4 separate regions of the Mus musculus genome follow, and all the other regions are linked to region 4. A link is a contact called in public Hi-C, HiChIP or PLAC-seq and promoter capture Hi-C data. All regions are on one chromosome and are shown on one strand. The core of a region is the stretch at or near the end of the contact, and the rest is flanking DNA. Distances in the headings are between cores, read along the strand shown.

The links. Promoter capture Hi-C pulls out the DNA fragments that hold promoters and counts their contacts. Hi-C and Micro-C count contacts between places; a contact is called where the count stands out from the background. HiChIP or PLAC-seq counts read pairs in DNA pulled down with a chosen protein or histone mark.
Region 1: a contact with region 4 is called in a promoter capture Hi-C map of liver, with 4 times the contacts expected there. The contact joins the promoter of Ackr2 here to the promoter of Snrk in region 4. A contact is called at or near these places in 4 of 39 promoter capture datasets (hippocampal neurons, liver and trophoblast stem cells), 1 of 484 Hi-C or Micro-C datasets (liver) and 2 of 9 other capture datasets (adipose tissue and pancreatic islet).
Region 2: a Hi-C map of muscle stem cells shows a contact between it and region 4, with 3 times the contacts expected there. The contact joins the enhancer-like site here to the promoter of Snrk in region 4. A contact is called at or near these places in 4 of 39 promoter capture datasets (liver, maxillary cranial neural crest, neutrophils and 1 more), 1 of 484 Hi-C or Micro-C datasets (muscle stem cells) and 2 of 115 datasets of contacts at active chromatin or transcription factors (bone marrow-derived macrophages and pancreatic cancer cells).
Region 3: a contact with region 4 is called in an H3K4me3 HiChIP or PLAC-seq map of the SCID.adh cell line, with 10 read pairs. The contact joins the promoter of 1700048O20Rik here to the promoter of Snrk in region 4. A contact is called at or near these places in 2 of 39 promoter capture datasets (hippocampal neurons and neural stem cells), 3 of 484 Hi-C or Micro-C datasets (cortical neurons, liver and neural progenitor cells), 2 of 115 datasets of contacts at active chromatin or transcription factors (the SCID.adh cell line and memory CD8 T cells) and 2 of 9 other capture datasets (adipose tissue and pancreatic islet).

Annotation. Positions count from the first base shown.
Region 1 is chr9:121,896,099-121,900,711 of GRCm38.p6, forward strand. Ackr2 (atypical chemokine receptor 2) reads left to right here and starts at 2,257. Exons shown (of 4, transcript NM_001276719.1): 1 at 2,257-2,405.
Region 2 is chr9:122,335,415-122,340,135 of GRCm38.p6, forward strand. No RefSeq gene overlaps it. Among named protein-coding and RNA genes, the nearest start is that of Gm35398, 7.8 kb to the right of the region's middle. Within about 2 kb of position 2,412, at least 83 of the 459 cell types and tissues checked have an H3K27ac peak or open chromatin away from gene starts, as enhancers often do. A contact at or near this core is called in bone marrow-derived macrophages, liver, muscle stem cells and 1 more, where this site is marked.
Region 3 is chr9:121,933,631-121,938,701 of GRCm38.p6, forward strand. It overlaps 1700048O20Rik (RIKEN cDNA 1700048O20 gene), which reads left to right and starts at 3,645. Exons shown (of 5, transcript NR_033553.1): 1 at 3,645-3,689; 2 at 4,346-4,532.
Region 4 is chr9:122,114,293-122,119,085 of GRCm38.p6, forward strand. It overlaps Snrk (SNF related kinase), which reads left to right and starts at 2,974. Exons shown (of 8, transcript NM_001357775.1): 1 at 2,974-3,115.

The DNA.
Region 1 (4,613 bases), core at 1,007-3,506, 220 kb before region 4:
ACTTTATCAAGAAAGAGGTTGATGGCCAGTGGGAAAGCTCAGTGGGTAAGGGTGCTTGCCACCAAGCCTGACAGCTTGATTCTGACCTCTGGAACCCACATGGTGGAAGGAGAAAACAGTCTCACAAGTTGTCCTCTGACCTCACCTGCACACATACACATATGCACATGCACATGCACATACACACACATACACATACAAACACACAATACACATACAGACACACATATACACACATACACACACAAACACACACATGAACACATATACAAACACACCCATATACACACATACATACTCACATACACACCCATACATACACACATATACACACACAAATGCACACATAAACACATACTTATATACAAACATACACACATATACACACATACATACACACATACACACACATACATACACACATACACACACATACATACACACATATACACACAAACACATCACACACAAACACACATACATACATATACATGCACACACATACACACACATATATACACATATACACACATACACACACACAAACATACACACATTATTTTTTAAAAAGGAAATAAGTTGACTTAGCTTAGTGTTCAGAGGGTTCAAGTGTGTGGGGCCAGCATCTGACCCACTCTGGTGAGCGGCTTCAAGGCAGATGGCATGAAAGTACTGAGAACTTATCAGATGGCCAGGCAGGAAGCAGGAGCAAGAGCCCAGACAACTGAACTGATTCAGTAACAGCCCATGCTTGAAACCTTCCAGCACCAAAGCCTTCTAAGGTCACTGCCTCCCCTGAGACCTATTTCTTAAGGTCCCTCCTTCTCCTTTCCACAGCCGCCCTGGGGACTAAATATGCAGAATATAATATGGGGCATGTACAAACCACATCCAAACTGTGACACGTATTGGTTAGGTGATAGTCTGGGTCAGTGTTCTTTTACAGTCATTAGCTCTCTTGCTGTGTTTATGCGACACCAGCATTTGCGAAAGCTAGCTGACTTCTATATATGGATGCTGCTTCTAAAATTAGGTTTAAAATAAGCAAAGAGAGGGGTGGGTGAGGCCCTAGAACTTTAGCTGATCCCTGGGAGGGAAGCAGGCTCTGGGCTCTTGTGGAACACTCCCTGAGCCTTATTCTCTGATAACTGGTGTTTAGCGTCATGAAAGGTCTGGTCCTCCTCTGTCTGAGAGAAAACCCATCAGGTCTTGCCCTCCAGTCTGATAGTCTGTGGACTCAAGAGAAAGACAAATATCTAAGTTCATGTTCACTTCTCTTGTCTGAAGGACCAAAGCCGCCCTAAGCCCAGTGCTGACATGGGCCTGTAACCTCAGGGGCAGGTGGATGGTAAATTCAAATGGCAGCCTGAGCTACATACCAAGTCTGAGGTCACTGGACTACAAAGTGATATTCTTTCTATAAAAGAACATAAATATGGTGTGGTGGCACACACATATGCCCAGTATTAATGAGTTGGAAGCAGGAGGACAGCTTTGGCTATGTGAGACTGTCTGGACGATTAACCAACCAACCAACCAACCAACCAACCAACCAACCAATCAACCAACCAACGAAGACATCAGTCACTTCTAAGGTGTTAACTGTGGAGTGTGGGCTTGGTGCATGGCAAGCTCCAAGTGATCAGCAGGGCAGTCATTCTGGCACTACCAGGTATTATGGCTCCTTTGAAGGCAAAGCATTTGCCAAACAGAGCACTGACACATGGCTTGGTGGCCTGGACCACAGGAGAGAGGAGTCAGCCGAAGACTGCTGAGTGTACAGCCAGCAGCATATTGCACACCCACCCACACTGGTCCATCCATCCATCCATCCATCCATCCATCCATGCATGCATGCATGCATGCATTCATTCATTGCAGGCGAGTTCCCCAGTTGGTTGAGGGAGCAGATAACAAAACAGCTGGCAGAGCCACCTTGAGATGGTGGAAGAAGGGAGAGGAAGGATAGGGCAGGGAGCCTGGGAGACGAGGCTGCCACTTTGCTGACCCGTGTGCACAGACACAGCACAGTGGGGAATCCCACTGAGGGGGCCTAGACAGACAAAGGTGAATGCTGGGTAGAGTGCAGAAGATCAGCTAGGTGTCCAGAAAGCTGCAAGGTTGAGTTAGCTTGCTTGGCTCACTGCTGGGACATAGAGGACTGTGCTTTCCAGGGTTATTGGACTGCTCTTGGGGCACTCCTTCCTGGGGTGGGAGTCATTAGAGCTTGGCTCAGTGCAGCGGATGGGAGGACTTACCAGGGAAGAGCGACTTCCCCAACCCCAGGAAACCAGGATGTGTGTCCTGAGACTCCTGCTCACTCTGCACGTCCCTGAAGAAGAGACAACAGCCACTGGGCCCTCTCAGACTCCGGCGGATGTCCTGGGGCAAACAGTCTGGCTCTGGTAGGTCTGGCAGCCCTTGGGGAGGGTGGTGCTGCTCGGCGTCTACAGTGGTCCCGGTACCCAGGACCTGGGTACTGGGAGAGGGAGGCATGGAGCGATTTCCTCTCCAGGGAGAGCCCCCTCCCCTTCTTTGGGACCCTGCATTGTGAATTCCAAGGGTCAGATAGGGTCCATGGCCTCTCACCCAGGGCTGCGATTCACTCTGTCATCATCGTCGTCATCGTCGTTGCCTTCTCCTTCTCCTTCTCCTCCTCCTCCTCCTCCTCCTTCTTTTCTTTCTTTCTTTCTTTTTTATTTTTTGGTTTTTTGAGAAAGGGTTTCTCTGAATAACCCTAGCTGTTTTGGAACTTACTTTGTAGACCAGGCTGTCCTCAAACTCCGAAATCTGCCTGCCTCTGCCTCCCAAGTGCTAGGATTAAAGGCGTGTGCCACCACAGCCCAGCTCACTCTGTCTTCTTGCTGGAATTAGAGGCAAAAAAACTGGGTTTTGACAGTCCTACTAAGCCAGGCTCAGACTCCATTTCCCGGTATGGCAGGTAGGAAGGCAGGAGTAAAAAGCAGAGATAGATTTATTCAAATGTGGCTACACTGGAAGGGGCAGAGTAAAGGGGTCCAGTGACTCACTCCCCAGTTCATCTTTGGGGTCCTGACATGAAGCTTAGGTTTGAACAGAAGGTGAGAGGCTTGTATGGCTCAGCAGTCCCAGGCAAGGTCTTTTCCAGGTGAGAAACCTATGGCTCAGAGGAGTGGGTAGCCATCTGGGAAAGTGCTTTAGTCGTTTTCTATCTCTAGGGATGATAAAGGTGATTCGTTTTAAACTCAGGAAAATGGCAAGGAGGAGGTTTAAAAAACAAAACAAAACAAAGCAAACAAACAAACAAAAACAGGGAAGAGGCTGGAAACCCTGCGAGTGCCTGCTCTCCCATGTGGAGGGTTGTGCTGGGATCATGGCTGCTCCCTGGGAGGTTATCAGCACCAGGCATTTCAATGAAGCCAGGAACCCCTGAGGAATTCAGACTCAGGGAGTGTGGGTGGGTGGAGAGGTCCTATCACGCTGAGGACCAACTGTGGCTGCAGACGGGGCTCTGGGCACGAACAGAGAGGACTATGGACTTAGCATCATCTCCAACTTTTCTTGTGTCTATATAGTACATTCTACACTGGACATTTTACTTTTATTTATTTGTGTATGCGTGTGCTTGTGGAGGTCAGAGGTCAACCTCGGTGTCATTTTTTTTAGGCTTTTTTTTTTTTTTTTTTGAGACAGGGTCTTTCACTGGTCCAGAACCCACTTAACATTTTGAGGCTGGAGAGGGAGATGGCTTAGTGGTTAAAGGCACTTCTGGACGTCCCAGGTTCAGTTCCTGGAACTCAAATGGTAGCTTACTACTGTCTGTAACTATAGTTCCAGAGGATCTGACACCCTCTTATGGCCTCTGTGGCCATCAGGCACACATGTGGTACACATCCGTCAAACCAGGCAAAATATTCAGTTACATAAAATAAAAAAGAAGAAGAACATGCTAAAAGAGGAGAGCTTGGCATTGTGCACACCTGTAGTGCCAGTGCTGGGATACAGAAACGGGAGGACAGCAAGTGTGGCCAGCTCGCACTGCGAGTGAGGGAGACTTTGCTTCAACTAACAAAGTTAAGAGGATAGCCCATGATCCAGGCATGGAGACCAGAGCCCCAAGTGGCTCTGTCTGAGATGCGCCATGGTCCTGCATGCCCTGTGAAACTGGAACACCACCTCTTGCCTCACTGCCTTGGGGAGTACCTAGCCCCATGGAGACTTACCGAGATGGGTTACTGTTCTCAGCTAGACTTCCTCTAAATCTGTATGAGTAGACCTTGCACATCCAGGCTTACTGTGAAGCTCTTCTTAAGGGGACATTGAGGGTGTGGTGGTGGTGGTGGGGTAAGGAGGTTATTGGAAGAGTCCTTAACTCAGTGGACAGACAGACAGACACCAGCATGGCTGTGAAGAAACCAGAACCCCTGTTGCAGAGGTGGAGTCTCTTCCTGTCTGGTTCTGAGGATGGAGGTGGTTTGACAACACACACCTGCAGCCGAGGCTGTCGGACATGTGGCCACCAGTGCCCCTCTGGTGTTGTCTCGCCTCCCTAGGTGAGAGATCCTGGCACCTGTGAGTCCTTTAGCTAGGGGCTGAAAGGCAGCCTCTCAGTAGGAGCCTGTGCTATCTGTGGG
Region 2 (4,721 bases), core at 1,162-3,661, 220 kb after region 4:
TTAGGCACTTGAATTTAAACCCTGATTTGTATGCCTCCCAAAGTGCAAACTTTGGCTTTGGAATTCAAGCCATATTTCAAACATTAAAGAGAGAAAGAGAAATGCAAAAGAGAACATTTAATGTCTCTCCACTTCTCTCCCCTTGAATAAAAGCTAAACGGCTGAGATGATTTCAGAAAGCGGAGAAGGGAACTGTACTGTGGTGAGCATCTGGCAGCTCCATCTATGTCTAAGAGCTGAACTGGCTAAACCTGTATCAGTTTTCTGAAAACTGTTGAAATGGTTAAAATTACATATATGTGACCTGATTCTTTGTAAAACTCAGTTTGCTTGTGTGCACATGCAAATGCATTTGCACATACATGCAAACTGAATGTATTTGTGGTGGTGGTAGTTGAAGGTGTGTCTGGGCTGAGAATTGCCTTCCTATTGTTCAGCTTCCTCTCAGGCTCCTGATTGCTGGAATTGCAAATGTAAATAATGACAGCTAGCATGTTTTTTGTTTTTGCTTTTTTCCGAGACAGGGTTTCTCTGTATAGCCTTTGGCTATCCTGGAACTCACTTTGTAGACCAGGCTGGCCTCGAATTCAGAAATCCGCCTATCTCGGCCTCTCGAGTGCTGGGATTAAAGGCATGTGCCACCACTGCCCGGCTAGCTAGCTTGTTTTTATTTCTGTTGCTGTTATAGATTTATTTTCTAATCACATATGTGTGTGTATGTTTGTAAGTGGATAAGTGCAAGTGTGGGTGCTTGCAGAGGCTGGAGCTATCAGATGCCCTGGACCTGAAGTTGCAAGCAATTATGATCTGACATAGGTGTTAAGTCAGGTCCTCTAAAGAGCCTTATGCATTCTTAACTACCGAGCTCCCCAACCCCTCTTGTTTTCACTCACACACACACACACACACACACACACACACACACACACACACACACACGTGCACACACACACGCACACGCCCACACTTGCTATATAGCTCAGGCTAACCCAGGACTTGCTCTGCATCTCAGGCAGGTCTCACACTTACAGTCCTTCTGCCTCAGTCTTCTGAGGGGCTGGAGTTGCAGGTGTACAGATGCAGGAAATCATGAAGTTGGTCTGATCTAATTCATGATTCCCTACATCTGTACACACCCACACACAAACACACCTTGAACACATAGGGTTACACTATTTAGCTCTGGCTGGCCTAGAACTTGCTATGTAGACCAGGCTGGCTTTAAACTCACAGACACCCATCTAACTGTGCCTCCTGAGTGCCGGGATTAAAGGGATGCACCACAACACCACACCCTTTACCCCTTTTTATTCAATTTGAGACCCTTATCCAAGAAACAGTGCTATTTGCACTCAGGGAAGGTCTTCTCTGTCAAACCACTCTGAAAACAGAGTGATCTGGACTCTAAATCCAGTCAGGTTGGCAAGCAGAGGCAAACAGGAAGTTCTTACATAACCTGTCCCTCATTTGTGCTACCACAGCACTGCTGATGCCTGAGAGTGCAGGGAAGATTGGGAGTGGCTGAGAGGCTCGCTGGCTCTTTCTGAAGTCTGTGTGTTACCTGAAGATTCACTTTGGTCCTGTACATTTGATCTGTAGAATCATACAGAATGGTTTTGCTGCCTTAAAAAATGGTCTGTGGGATGTTGACTGGAGACTGAGAAGTGACCTCCATTTTTCCTCAGAACCAGTCTATAATAAATTCCCAGGTTTGCAGTGCGGCAGCACTAGATTTGGCTTCCCAGAATCCTCATGGTGGTTTGTAACCATCTGTAACTCTTGTTCCTTGGGATCCATCACCCTCTTCAAGCCTCAACTGGCAATGCATGCCTGTGGTACACAGACACACACTCAGGCAAAACACTCACATAAACAAAACTATACACACACATATAATAAAAAGACTTTAGATTGTGACTTCTGTTTAATATGAAGGGTGAGAAGCTGTCTTCACACTGTGTAATAAAGGATGAGTCAGGCTCTGTCTATCTATCTATCTATCTATCTATCTATCTATCTATCTATCTATCTATCGAGAGAACATGCCACTGTAAAGGGAATATAAAGCAGAATTAATGTTCAGCAGAGAGTGAAGAGAAACAGAACATAGTAAAAGAAGGAAGCTGCACAGGGCTCTAGCCAGTGGCTCCCCGTGGGCGGGCAGAGGCGCTTCTGGTGGGTGGGTCAGCAGGGGGGAGCTCTATTTTGCTCCAAGGATGACTCAGAGGCAGTGTCATCTGTGTGGGAATCTTTTGTTTAAAACCTAGCTACCCCGAGGGCCTAGGAGCAGGAACAGTCACAGATGTCAGGAGCCCGAGGGCAGGCAGCCTTCACACATCCCCTGGGGAGAGCCCGTTGCAGGAGAGCAGTACACCTTGGCAGCAGGCTCTGCTCAGGCAGTGACATAGGCAGGGGTGGCTTGAGGTTGATTTCATCACTTGAGAATAGCTTTGGACTTTGATCCATGAGCTGAGACCGGCCGATGTACTTACTGGACTTGCCTGTCTGTCCTCAAGTTCACTGCCGTGGAGACGAAAGCTCCCAAGATCCAGAAGATACTTGGTTTGCACAACTGTGTCCCTCCCTCTAACAGGGTGTTTAATGTTCAGCAGGCTCAGACAGATCTCAACCCAGTGGTTGCTTCTCCTTCTCCCAGGCCTGCCTGCCTTCAAGTTAGAATATTAGCAACCGTGGATATACACATGGGAGGATCTTGGAAGGGTAGGAGGATCTGCCTAGCCCACAAACTGCAAAACTAATGCTGGCTGGCAATGGTCCCTCACACTCAAAGTGGAGAAACTACTAAAATGAGGGCGGCTCTGGAGGATAACTGATGCTCTTTCAGCCCAGGCTCTGCAGCAGCACAGACTGTAAGACAGACAAATCCAGGACTGCAAATGAGGCCCCACACGTCCACATAGCAGGATCCAATTGTATTACTATTTTCCAAAAACCAAATTTCATCAGTTCACTGTTGTTTGTGGTGGCGGCGGCAGCAGTTGTGGTGGTGGCGTGTGTTGTGCCAGAGCATGGGCATGTGCATATCATGGTTCACATGAGTGTGGTGGTCGGTCAGGCACCAGCTTTCAGGAGTCAGTTTTCTCCTTCTACCATGGGTTCCAAGGGTAGAACTCAGATATAATTCCAAGGGTAGAACTCAGATATAATAACTCTGGTTTTCCTATCTGAGAGGTCTTAGGGACTGAGCTAATAGTCCTGATACCTAAGAAAAATTCCCAAATAGACCTGAATGGAAATCAAGCCAACAAATGCACAGACACATAAGAAAATGGGTATGGGGCATGTGCCTTTAATGTCAGCACTTGGGAGGTAGAATCCCTGTGAGTTTGAGACCAGCCAGATCATCAGAGTAAGCTCTAGTTCAACTAGGACTAAATTGAGAAACACTGTCCCAAAAACCAACAAGGAAAAAAAAAGAAAGAAAGAAAAGAAAATATCAAGGAAGCATGACTTTAGTTTTAAATAATAGTAATAATTTTAATTTATAATATTTTAAAACTTTGAATTAATAATTTTAATTAATAATAGTTTAAACTTCTAATTTATATTAATAATTTTTAACTTCTAAATTTCTAAGTTCAAAACACTGAAATGGATAAGATGCCAGAAGAGCAATTTAAAATTTTATTTGTAAAACTACCAATGCTTTCAAGGAGGATACAAATAAGAATATAAATGAAGTAAGTAAACTCAGGACACGAAGACAGTCTAAAACATGAATAAGAAAGTCAGTAAGAAGCCAGGCATGGTGGTGCACTCCTTTAATCCCAGCACTCGGGAGGCAGAGGCAGGTGGATTTCTGAGTTCGAGGCCAGCCTGGTCTATAAAGTGAGTTCCAGGACAGCTAGGGCTATAAAGAGAAACCCTGTCTCAAAAAACAAAACAAACAAATAAACAAACAAACAAAAAAGTCAGTAAGAAAATTAAGATTTTGAAGAGGAAAAAAGTACAAATGTTTGAATGAAAAATTTTAAGAGATGGTAGAAAACATCTTTAGACAAACAGAAGGAAGAGTGTGAGGGGAGAAGGATGAGGGAAAAACAAACACTAACCACAGGCATGACCACAACTTCCAGGAATTCTGGGATATGATCACGAATCCAAACTTAAGAATAACTTGACGATGTACCCTGGGGTCTTAAACAAGAGCAAGCCAAACCCTCAAACAATAGACAGGAGTGAATCTTAAAGATCAAGACCGATATTAGTAAAATAGAAAAGATTAAAGTAAAAAGACTCAAAAAGAGTTGTTTCTTTGAAAAAAAAATGGAAAAATGCTTAGCAAAAAGAAAACCAAAGAATGAGAGAAAAGGCCTAATTGAGAACAGATAAACATGAATACAGAAGCATCACAATAAATACCAACGGCATCAGAAGTCACCGGGGAATAGTTAAATAACCTACATAAAAAACCAAAGCCCTGGAAAATCTAGAAAAGTGGAAAGAGAGGTAGATACATTTATCCTACTCAAAGTGATACAAAAACCTCAGGAGATATATTCCAGGCAACAGAACCAGGACCAGGCTGATTCACTGCGGAATTCTACAAATTTGTAAAGAAGATTCAATGCCAGTGTTCAACCTTTTTATCGAAGAGACACAAAGTTACACATGGGTGCAGCCAGCACAAAGTGTAGACAAGAACAAGAAAGGCTCAGACAGGAGGAAGGACTGAATGCAGGCTGTGGACATGATTCATG
Region 3 (5,071 bases), core at 2,395-4,894, 180 kb before region 4:
TTCACCCACACCAATCATTAATCAAGACAAGGCTAGTCTGATGGAATTATTTTCTCCTGAGGTGCCCCTCTCCAGATGAATGTAGTTTATATCAAGTTAACCAAAACCAAACCAAACCAGAACAATAGGACATTTCATGTTTGTGAGTTTTGACTCCAGTTACGGCTCTTTGTGGACCAATGCTACATTTTTCTTTGAAATTTATTTACTTTTGACTAGCTATAAAGAAAGCCTTTATCATAGCAAAAATGAGATTATCAACGGGTATTCAGTAAAGAGCAAATTTCCTTATTACTCCTGTCTCTTGGTTCTTCTCAGTCAATCACAATCACCTACTTTGCATCTTTCTGGAAATGCTCTTTATCATTGGCCCTTCTCATTGAAAACTGTATTTTCTGTAGGAGACACTGCAGAAAGACATCACCCAGGAGAGCTATTTTAGAAGTCTCAACAGTGACTGTTTCTTCTAATCTGTCCAGTGTCCCTTACGAAAACCATTTGTGGATAATCCCCACTTCCTGTCACCCTACACTATCCTGCTTCCTCGAGGTCAGCCTATGATGTCTTCGAGGGCAATACCCCCTTCACAACTAGATCTTTAATCTTTCCCCTCTGCTCATCATCTATCCAGCACCCAGCCATTTATAAAAACAATGAGAAGATTTCCAGTCCCTAGTCCTTTAAGAACTCTTTCACCCCTGCCTAACAGACCCCACCTACCACCACACTCCCTCAGCCACTCTCTGCCTGCACTGTCCCCTTCCTCCCTCTGGCACCTACTATACCATTACTGTATTTGGATACAGTACAGTATTTGGATACAGGCAACTCAACCCAACTCATCACCACACCACATCACCACTGTCCCCTTCCTCCCTCTGGCACCTACTATACCATTACTGTATTTGGATACAGTACTGTATTTGGATACAGGCAACTCAACCCAACTCATCACCACATCTGTTGACTCAATGTTGTTCGAGGTTAAACTCCAGGTATACAAGGGCCCCTAATTTGTTCTTATACAACCTTCAACCCAACTTGAGGCTGTCCTATCTGGAGAATATTTCATCTTAAAATAAAAAAATGAGAGCACTGTCCAAGAAAACTGAGATGTATTCTCTCAGACATTTCTCATGTCTCCATACCCTTTTTTGTACTCTTGTCTCAGCTATTCAGGAGATTTCTTCTGTAGAACATCAACTTGTGTTTATCCCCCAGGTCTGGCATCTGTACTTCTGTTTTCCAATGTATGGACACTGAATTCCTCCCCAACGATCAAACCGAAATGATCTCCCTTTTTGCCTCAATTCTCTCCTCAACCCCAATCTCCTCCCACTGACGGCTCTTCTTGTCTCAGGCATCTCTTCTGTCCTTGGTGCAGACAGCTGGCATTTCCCCAACTCTCTTACTTCCAAAAGCTTTCCATGGCTGTTTCTGAAATCCCAGATGGAATAGCTGCCATTATCACAACCATCTGGAACCAAAGAGACTCACTGCAGGTGTCATTCTTAGAAATTACAGAGCCCTGAATCTTCTTCCGACAGAGAAAGAGAGTACCCATTTCTTCCTCCAGCAAGAGTGCTACTTCTCTATAAACCATCCCAGGGTAGACTGAGACATGGCAAGAAGATGGCACGCAGAACATCCAAACCCTGCCAGCATCCCACCTCGTAAGCACAATGGTTCAATGGGGGTGATGGCAACCCTGGCTGGCTACCCTTTTATTTATTCTCCTTATTTCCCTATTATTAGCCTTTGTATCCTGTCTTTCAAAAGCATATTTATTTTTATTTATGCGTATGTGTGGGTGTATCTGCATGTGTATGCACATATATGTATGGTGCCCCAGGAGGCTAGAAGACAGCACTGGAGACATAGACAGTTGTGAGCCACCTGACATGGGTTCTGGAAACTGAACTCTGTTCCTCTGCAAGAGCAGCAAGTGCTCTTAACTACCAAGTCATCTCTCCAGCACCTGAACCTGTGGTTTAAACTAACCCAGGGGTTGGAGCAGCAGTTAACAGAACTCGGTGCTTTTTCAGAGGACTGAGTTTTGGTTTCCCGTACCCACATGGCATCTAACAACCACCTGTAACTCCATTCCAAAGGACCTAATATTCTTTTCTGGCCTTTGTGGGCACTACATGCACACGGTGCACAGACATGCAGGTAAAACACCCGTACACATAAAATAATAAATGAGATATGGGCTATCTAAGCCCTTTGTCCTCTTCAGACTGAACCCCTTGATTCAGGACACCACCAAAAGTCATGGCAACAACATCTGGCTCCTCCAAAATCTCTAATTCCAAAATCTGTTCCATGGCAACATCCCAATTCAGCCCAAAGCAGCCCTCTGAAATCTATGCCTGAAGTCTGGCCCCATTGCTCTCCCAACCCATCACAAAACAAACGGCAGAAAATATCAGCTCTAGTGGCACCAAGTCACATTTAGTGACATCTTGTCCCCATGTGCCACACCTTAGCTGATGCCCTGATTCTTACCACCTGCCAGCTGAAATACCCTGCTCCGCAAACAGTGGCCTCACTGCAAGCTCAGCTCTCCTAGAAATGGCTAACCTCATTTTCTCATCTCTAGAGCCTCACATTACCTCTTTCCTGACCTGTAGACACAGGTCTATAAGTGAGGGGTGGGGGGAGGGCAGGTGCTCTGTGGAGTTGCTTATCCCTTGTCTCTGCATCTCTACTCTAACAAAGAAAAGTTGAGCATGAGTAAGAGATAGAACAGTATAAAGCTCAACCCCTCTCGGAGATATCAGAGGTGGCAGCAGGAGCCAGGCAAGCACGCCCATTGCTGGTGCTTGAGTCTGCATCTGGGAAGCCCAGTCTAAATAAGTCTACAAATTTTTTGCACCACTTTTTTTTTTTAATGTTAAATGTCTTTGTGGTACACAATGAGATCACTTAGTTCAAGCCTGGACTTCTGTTCAACTGGCCCTCAAGGTTTCTTGGAAGGCATCCATACTTTCTAAATGAATCCAGCCACATTCAGATCTTCCACACCTCTGACTCCTCCTATAGGTCCTTGTAAGTGGTTCTGCCCAGATGGCAGGGAAACCTGGGCCTTGGAAGCCCAGGAACCGCACAGTTCTGAGGGGGAAGGGTCAGGTATCCCAGTGGAAGGGAACCCTGAGACACGGCCGATAGGAAGCCTCCTCAGCAGAGGCATTGTAGCTCCCAGGGGAAGGTAGCCCTGCTCCACTTTCTCACTCGGTTCCATCTTTTTATTGCTTCTTGGCTTTTCCTGATGAGAGAGTCACGATAGGTGGAAAGTCTCATGAAAGAGATTTATTCAGGGTAAGGAGGGATGAATCCAGACATGGCTGGCTGCCCTCTGTTCCCAGAAGCAGACAGCAGAGAATTGGACAAAGGGCAGGGCTTATGTAGAATTTCTTAGGAGGCAAAGCTTTTCAGAGCAGAGATTTCCCGGATGAGGATTGGTGAGATTTCAAGTCCTGAGTTTGGGGAGCTCAGGGATTGGTGGGTTCTCCTGCTCAGGGATTGGTGGGTTCTCCTGCTCAGGGATTGGTGGGTTCTCCTGCTCAGTGATTGGTGGGTTCTCCTGCTCAGTGATTGGTGGCTTTTTTCCCCACCACCTTTTCCCTGCATTAGACCTATGGGTTAGGATGAGAGGTCCTTCCTGGCTGCAGGTGGCTTTGGTTGAGGTAGCATCTCTGTGGAACTGCTGGGGAGGTGGAGAGGAGGTGCTGCCACTGTGGACAGCTCCTGTGGGATAGATAGTTCCTAAGGCTGTAGGCTGAGGCAAGAAAGGTGTTGCCACCATAGACAACTCTTGAGGGACAGCTCCTGCTGATGGCGGGAAAGGGGATGAGCCTCCTGCAGACTGAGGAAATGTCCTCTTGCTGCCATTCTTTGACAGTTCCGGAGGGGCATCTTACTGGCTATAGGTTGGAGCAGGAAGGAGGGGCTGGCTGCCACTTGGACTGATTTGCAGAGTGCTTGCTTCTTCCAGACAGCTCCTGCTGAGGTGGGAAAGGAAATGTGCCACCTGTGTCAGTTGCAGGCAGAAGAGGTGTTGTGGAGACGTCATTTTTGACAGCTCCTGTGGGCATCTTGTAGGCTGGGACAGGAAGGAGGGGCGGGCCACCGCTTTGAGGGGTTTGTAGCGCTGCTTAGGAACTTCAGTTAGAAACAGAGAAAAGCAGCCTTGTATGGGTGAGCCATGTAGGGTGGGAAAATGTTTAGCATCTTCAATAGGGAGTCAGCCCTCCTGCTCCTAAGTTCACTTGGGCAGGTCCACTGCCCACTGCTCAGTGGAATAAACAACCTTTCTTCTTGCTCTTGCCTCCTCTCTGACGAGGTCGCTTTGTCAAGAAGCCTGACTCTCGCTAGACCACGCACAGCGCGATCAAGATTATGGGGTCCTCCAAGATTCCTAGAGAGACTCACAGAGGATTGGCCGGTCGGTGAGATGATGTATTTCCGGGCCAGGAATCTTTAAAACCTGAGAGCGTGGATGGTGAGAGGCCGTTAGAATCCCTCCGTAGGTGAGTGTGAGGAAACATGAGGAAGGCTTGGTTGGCATGGACCTGAGGGAGGGAAGGTGGTCCTCTTGGGCCCCAGGCTTGCCTACCGGGGTGCTGGAGAGAGGGGCGCGGTCTGAAATGGAAAGAGGGCGCTGTGGACGCGACGCCTGGGCGGGAAGAGGGCGCTGAGGGTCAAAGGCTTCTACAGCCTAACTACAGGGAGAGACATGGAGGCCCCAATGAGGCTGGGCAGGGAGGGTGACACCCGGGTCGGTGAGGAAGAGGCTTGGAGCAGAACAGCTTGAGATGCAGGCAGGAAGATTGTGCAGGAAAATGGCACAGTGGGCCTTAAGCAGGCGGACCTGAAGTGTAGGACAAGGCAGCGGAGGACATGGCATTTTTGTCAGGGTGTCTTCCATGACTTAAACCTTAGTGCTGCTGATTAGTGTGTTAATGTTAATTCCCAAAAAGGTATTTGTAAGAAAGCACCTAATGTGTGTTGGATCTAACAGTTTTCGATGTTTATATGAAAAATGTCTTGACTTAGCTCTTTGTACCGT
Region 4 (4,793 bases), core at 1,724-4,223:
GTTAAGACAGTGCTCTGCAGTTAAAAGCACTGTCTTGGAGCAACCAGGTCTTGGAATGAAGTATTTGGCATTTAAATAGATAGGAGCACCAAACTAATCCACAACATACTCAGGTACTCACCCACACATGTGCACACACATGAGTGTGCATGAGTGTACACACACACACACATACACATACATGATACATGCATGTGCACACACATGCACATATGCACATATACACACATGCACACATTCATGCATGCACACACACATGGTCACAGCATCAATTCATATCTGTGATAAGAGAAGTGGGATTAACTGATGCCAGACTGTAAAGAAGGCAGCCTTTGAGGAACTCTTAAGGCCATGCCAGTGAAGAAGTATTTCTGTGAACTGGAAGGAACCCAGAATTTTTACGTGCAGTAGAAAATTTAGAAGTGTGTTAATGTACAAATGAAGAGTTGAAAATATAAAAGAAAAATCAATCATAACTCAAATATTCACTTTAGTGGATAATCACTATCTGTTGCTTTAAAAATGTCTTTTTTTAACTTTTTTTTTTTTTTGTAACTGATGAAAAAAATAATAATGCCTGGATAAGGTGAGCTTGTTAAACACACTGCTTTCTAGGGTCAAGAAGCAAATGATGATTCTTCACTAATCTGCTTGGCTCTCACATCTTGATCTAATTTGTTGCCTCTTCCTGATTTTCATCCAATAAAGGACTTCTTCTTTAAATAGTTGCTACTTTGTTGCTTTTGAGATCTGAATCAGAGACTGTAACACAAGGCTGCAAGCTCCATCCTGTCATTTTGTAGCATGTATCTAATTAAGACTTCTTGCAGGTCCATAAAAAGACCCAATGTTAAGAAACCAGTGTGTATTAAAGAAAGCCTTGGGGAAGATCTGAGAAGGGGGTTTCTTCATTAAACTAAGCAAATTTGATTAAAAGCCAAGTAGAGTAATAATACCTTAATTTGTGTTTAAATATTTTAAAATATTGCTCAAGCATAATCATATCATGTTAACTAACACATTGAAGGTGTGGGGCTAAAATTGGGTCATCTTCTTCCCAGCATCACCCCAGCCTTGAGGGAAACCCTATAGATAAGAAAATGGCTGATAGCACTGCCTGTTCATCTCAGGAAGATAACCAAAGCATATTTCATTGAAATCAATTTATAAATTTGACTCACTTCAATGTATTGATTTGGTCAGAGTCTGAGTTACACAATAGCAACATAAACCCCATTTCAAGGGCTCATGTGCTGTAGCCACTGTCCTATGTTATGAATGTTCTTTCGGGGTACAAACTTGGCTACTGGACTTCCCTTGGGAGACCATTATAAGTGATGCTTTTATTCCTTCATTGGCCACAGTGTCCCTGACTAGTGACAGTTCCCAGAGGGCAAAGGTCTTTCAGCAAAAGAGCAGATTGTGCAAGACCTAGTTAGGAGCGGTTGCTCAATGTGTGTCTAAATTAGAATCTCCCTGGCAGAGCTTCTAAGATGGCTCAGCAGGTGGGGGTGCCTGCTGCCTCGATTGCTAATTCGAGTTCCATCCCTAGGACCCATGTGGTGTCAGACAAAGAGACAGAGCTTTCTCTTCTACAGGTTGACTTCTACATGGATGTTGAACATACACACACACACACACACACACACACACACACACATGTAAAAAAATAAGAAAGAGAGACATGAAGAAAGAAAAAGAAAACATTTCCACGTCAAATGACACTGTCCTTTCATGATCCTAAGTCAGGTGGGGCCTGCGTGAGCAGAGGCCAATGCTGGGGTTTTCCTATGTGCACTTTGCCACCCAGGGCTAAAGCATTAGGATAATTGAAGGTCTAAGCACACATTTCAGCAGAAGATCGAGACCACCTTCCCAGTCATTCTGCTTCCCAGCCATCTTCAGGCATGCGAAGTGGATGTTGTAGTATAAATAAATAAATAAATAAATAAACAAATAAATAAATGAAGGGAGGAAGGAAGAAGACTTGCCATTTTCTGACCAACAGAGATGGCAAAAGCCATTTAGATTTTTTTGTCCAGTCAGTTGAGTCAGGCTTGGACATGTAAGAAGCTCATTCTGCTTGTGTGTGTGTGTTTTTTCTTCTTCTGTGGATGCAGGAACACAGAAGGAAAAGTAGGGGAGAGAAACCTGGCACCTGGCTTCTTTTCAGGAGCCCCAGAGGACTAGTCTCCATGGCTCATTATCCTTCCAGGAGATAGAGCTGGGAGTTCCCTCCCTCTTGTCCTGCCACCACTAACATCCCTTTCTGAGTCATCTTGGAACAGAACCATGAACAGCCAAGTTAGTGCCTGCTGTGTACTTCTCCACGTTGTTTCTCAGAGGCTGCCTGGCCTGGCCAGTGACTTTTGACTCTAGAGGCAAGCCTGCATTCAGGTGTTGGGCTTTGCTTCTTTCTGCTTTAGTGGTAACAAAAGCAACAGAATTCTTCAAATGTATTCCCAGAGAGAAGAAAAAGTAAAGAAATGTGTATGTATATATATATATATGTGCATATGTGTATGCATGCTTGTGTATATATGATACACACACACACACACACACACACACACACACATATATATATATATATATATATATATATATATATATGCACGTGCATATGTATATTAATTTTGTTGTCTCTCATTGCTTCAAGCTAGATGGGAGATAGGGTGAACATTGATGGATAAAGCGCATGTGCTCCTTGCCCTCAGCCCCAAGATCTCTTCCAATATCCCCTGAAAGCTATAGCTCTAGCTGCTATGCCTGCTGCCGCTGTCCATCGTCCTGGCGCTTCCTTCTGCATAATCTCTATTCTTTCCAGAGTAGGATGTGCTCAGGCCAGGGCCAGGACGCCCTCCAGTAGACCCTGAGCTGGCCTGCAGGTGCGCCGGGTTAACCCCGCCCCGCCCGACCCAAGGCCCCGCCCTCACACAAGACCCCACCCCATCGCTTTCGTCACGATGACGCAAGGCCCGCGCCTGCGCAGCGCGGCCGCACCCCCGGCCGCCCGCTCGGTATTATGATTAGCCCTGGGTGCGGGGTTCCGGCGGCCGGGAGGGAGTTGTCGACGCCGCGGCCGCTGCGGACGGATGCCCGCCTGCCGGCTGAGGTAGGGCGAGCGCGGCGCGGGAGCGTGGGCCGGGTCTGCGCTTCTCCTCAGCGGCCGCCTTAGCGGGGCTGGGCTGGCGCCGCCGCAGGCGGAAAGTAAGTTGCGCGCTCGGCCCGGGGTGCCCTGCGCAGAGGACGCGGCCCGCGGCACCACCCCGGCCCCGAGCTCGCCCGGCCTGCGGGCTTCGCGCAGCCCGGCCCGGCCCTGCCCTTGCGGCCGCCGCGGGATTGCGGCAGCGCGGGAGTCGACGCGGCCCCGCGCCGCGCCCGCAGCGGGCCCCGGGCGACGCGAGATCCACGGGCCTCAGTTTCCCCGTGGGCCGCGAGTCCCGCTGCAGAGCCGGGCGGCCGCCGCCTCACGATAGCTCGGGGACGCGGTTGTCTACGGAGAAGGGCGCTCGGCTGCGGAAGGGGCAGCGGTGCGGCTCCCCGGGGACTGCTCGGATTTTTTCGCGTTAGGAGACGCTGTTCTTTTCCGTAGACATCGCCTGTTGATTTCTTTCCGAACCATTTGCAATAAAAACAAACACCTTGTTGCCTTTTGCTTGGACTCGGGAGCCAGGAGAGTGGCAGCCCTTTAAGCTTAGGCTTCCTCCAGCTGTGATGTTCTTAAACAGTGGGGTCAGCTACAACCTAGGAGCTTCGCTGTGAGTTCGGGTCGTGTATGCATTGGGGAATTTCTCTCCGGGGTTCCTAAGACTGTAGAAGTCAGAGGCTGTAGGGCCTCTGGGCTGTCAGGTTTCTTACTTTCCCTTCCGTTTAAATGAGCGTATTCTCCAAGTCTTAGGAGCCTTGGTGAAACCACCTGGATGCTTGAAGTGTTTTGTCAGGTTTAAGGTGAAGTAAGCGATGGACCTACAGGTGTACAGCTCTTTCTGCTGAGTTTCCAACAGATTCCTGTCCAGGGTCAAAAGGCTCAGTTTGGATTCTTTGTAGGGATTGGGACACTGTCCCAAATTGATCCCTAACTTATCACAGTTCGTATCGGTGCAGTCTGAAGCCCAGGTTGTCAAGGATTATGTAATCAACTTGTTAATTTCTAATCTTGTTACAGTGTTTTCCAGATTTATAAAACCATTCCCTTCAGAGAAATCTGTCTTCAGCGTCTGGTTAAATATTTCTCTTGGAATTGGGTTCTTGAAGACAATTCTGTATGTGTGTTAATTAAACATACTAATTAGACAAGTTTCTTTCAGAGAACATCAAATACATAGCAATTTTTCTGGCTGTCAGTGTAAAATTGACCCATTTTACAGACCTAGGGATGAAAGAAATTATATGACATTCCCAAGGTCACATAATGAAGCTGGGTTAAAAAAAAATCGAGGGCATAGCACTGACTTAATATTCCTGTCCTCAAAGCTTTCTGATCAGAAACTCTTAAGTGCCACTTTTTGACTTTTAAATTTTTGCACAGCTAGTTATTTTACTTTATGCAGAAATTTTCTTTTATCCTTTTATGCTCTTCTGAGTAAATTTTATAGTATTCTGAGTAAATTTTAATGAATAATTGCAGTATGACACATTTGATTAAACAATGATTCTCAACCTTCCTAGTGCTTGGACCAGTACATTTCCTCATGTTGTGGTGACTCCTAACCATAAAATTATTTTCATTGCTACTTCATAACTATAATTTTGGTGCTGTTATGAATCACAATGTAAATATCTGTGTTTTC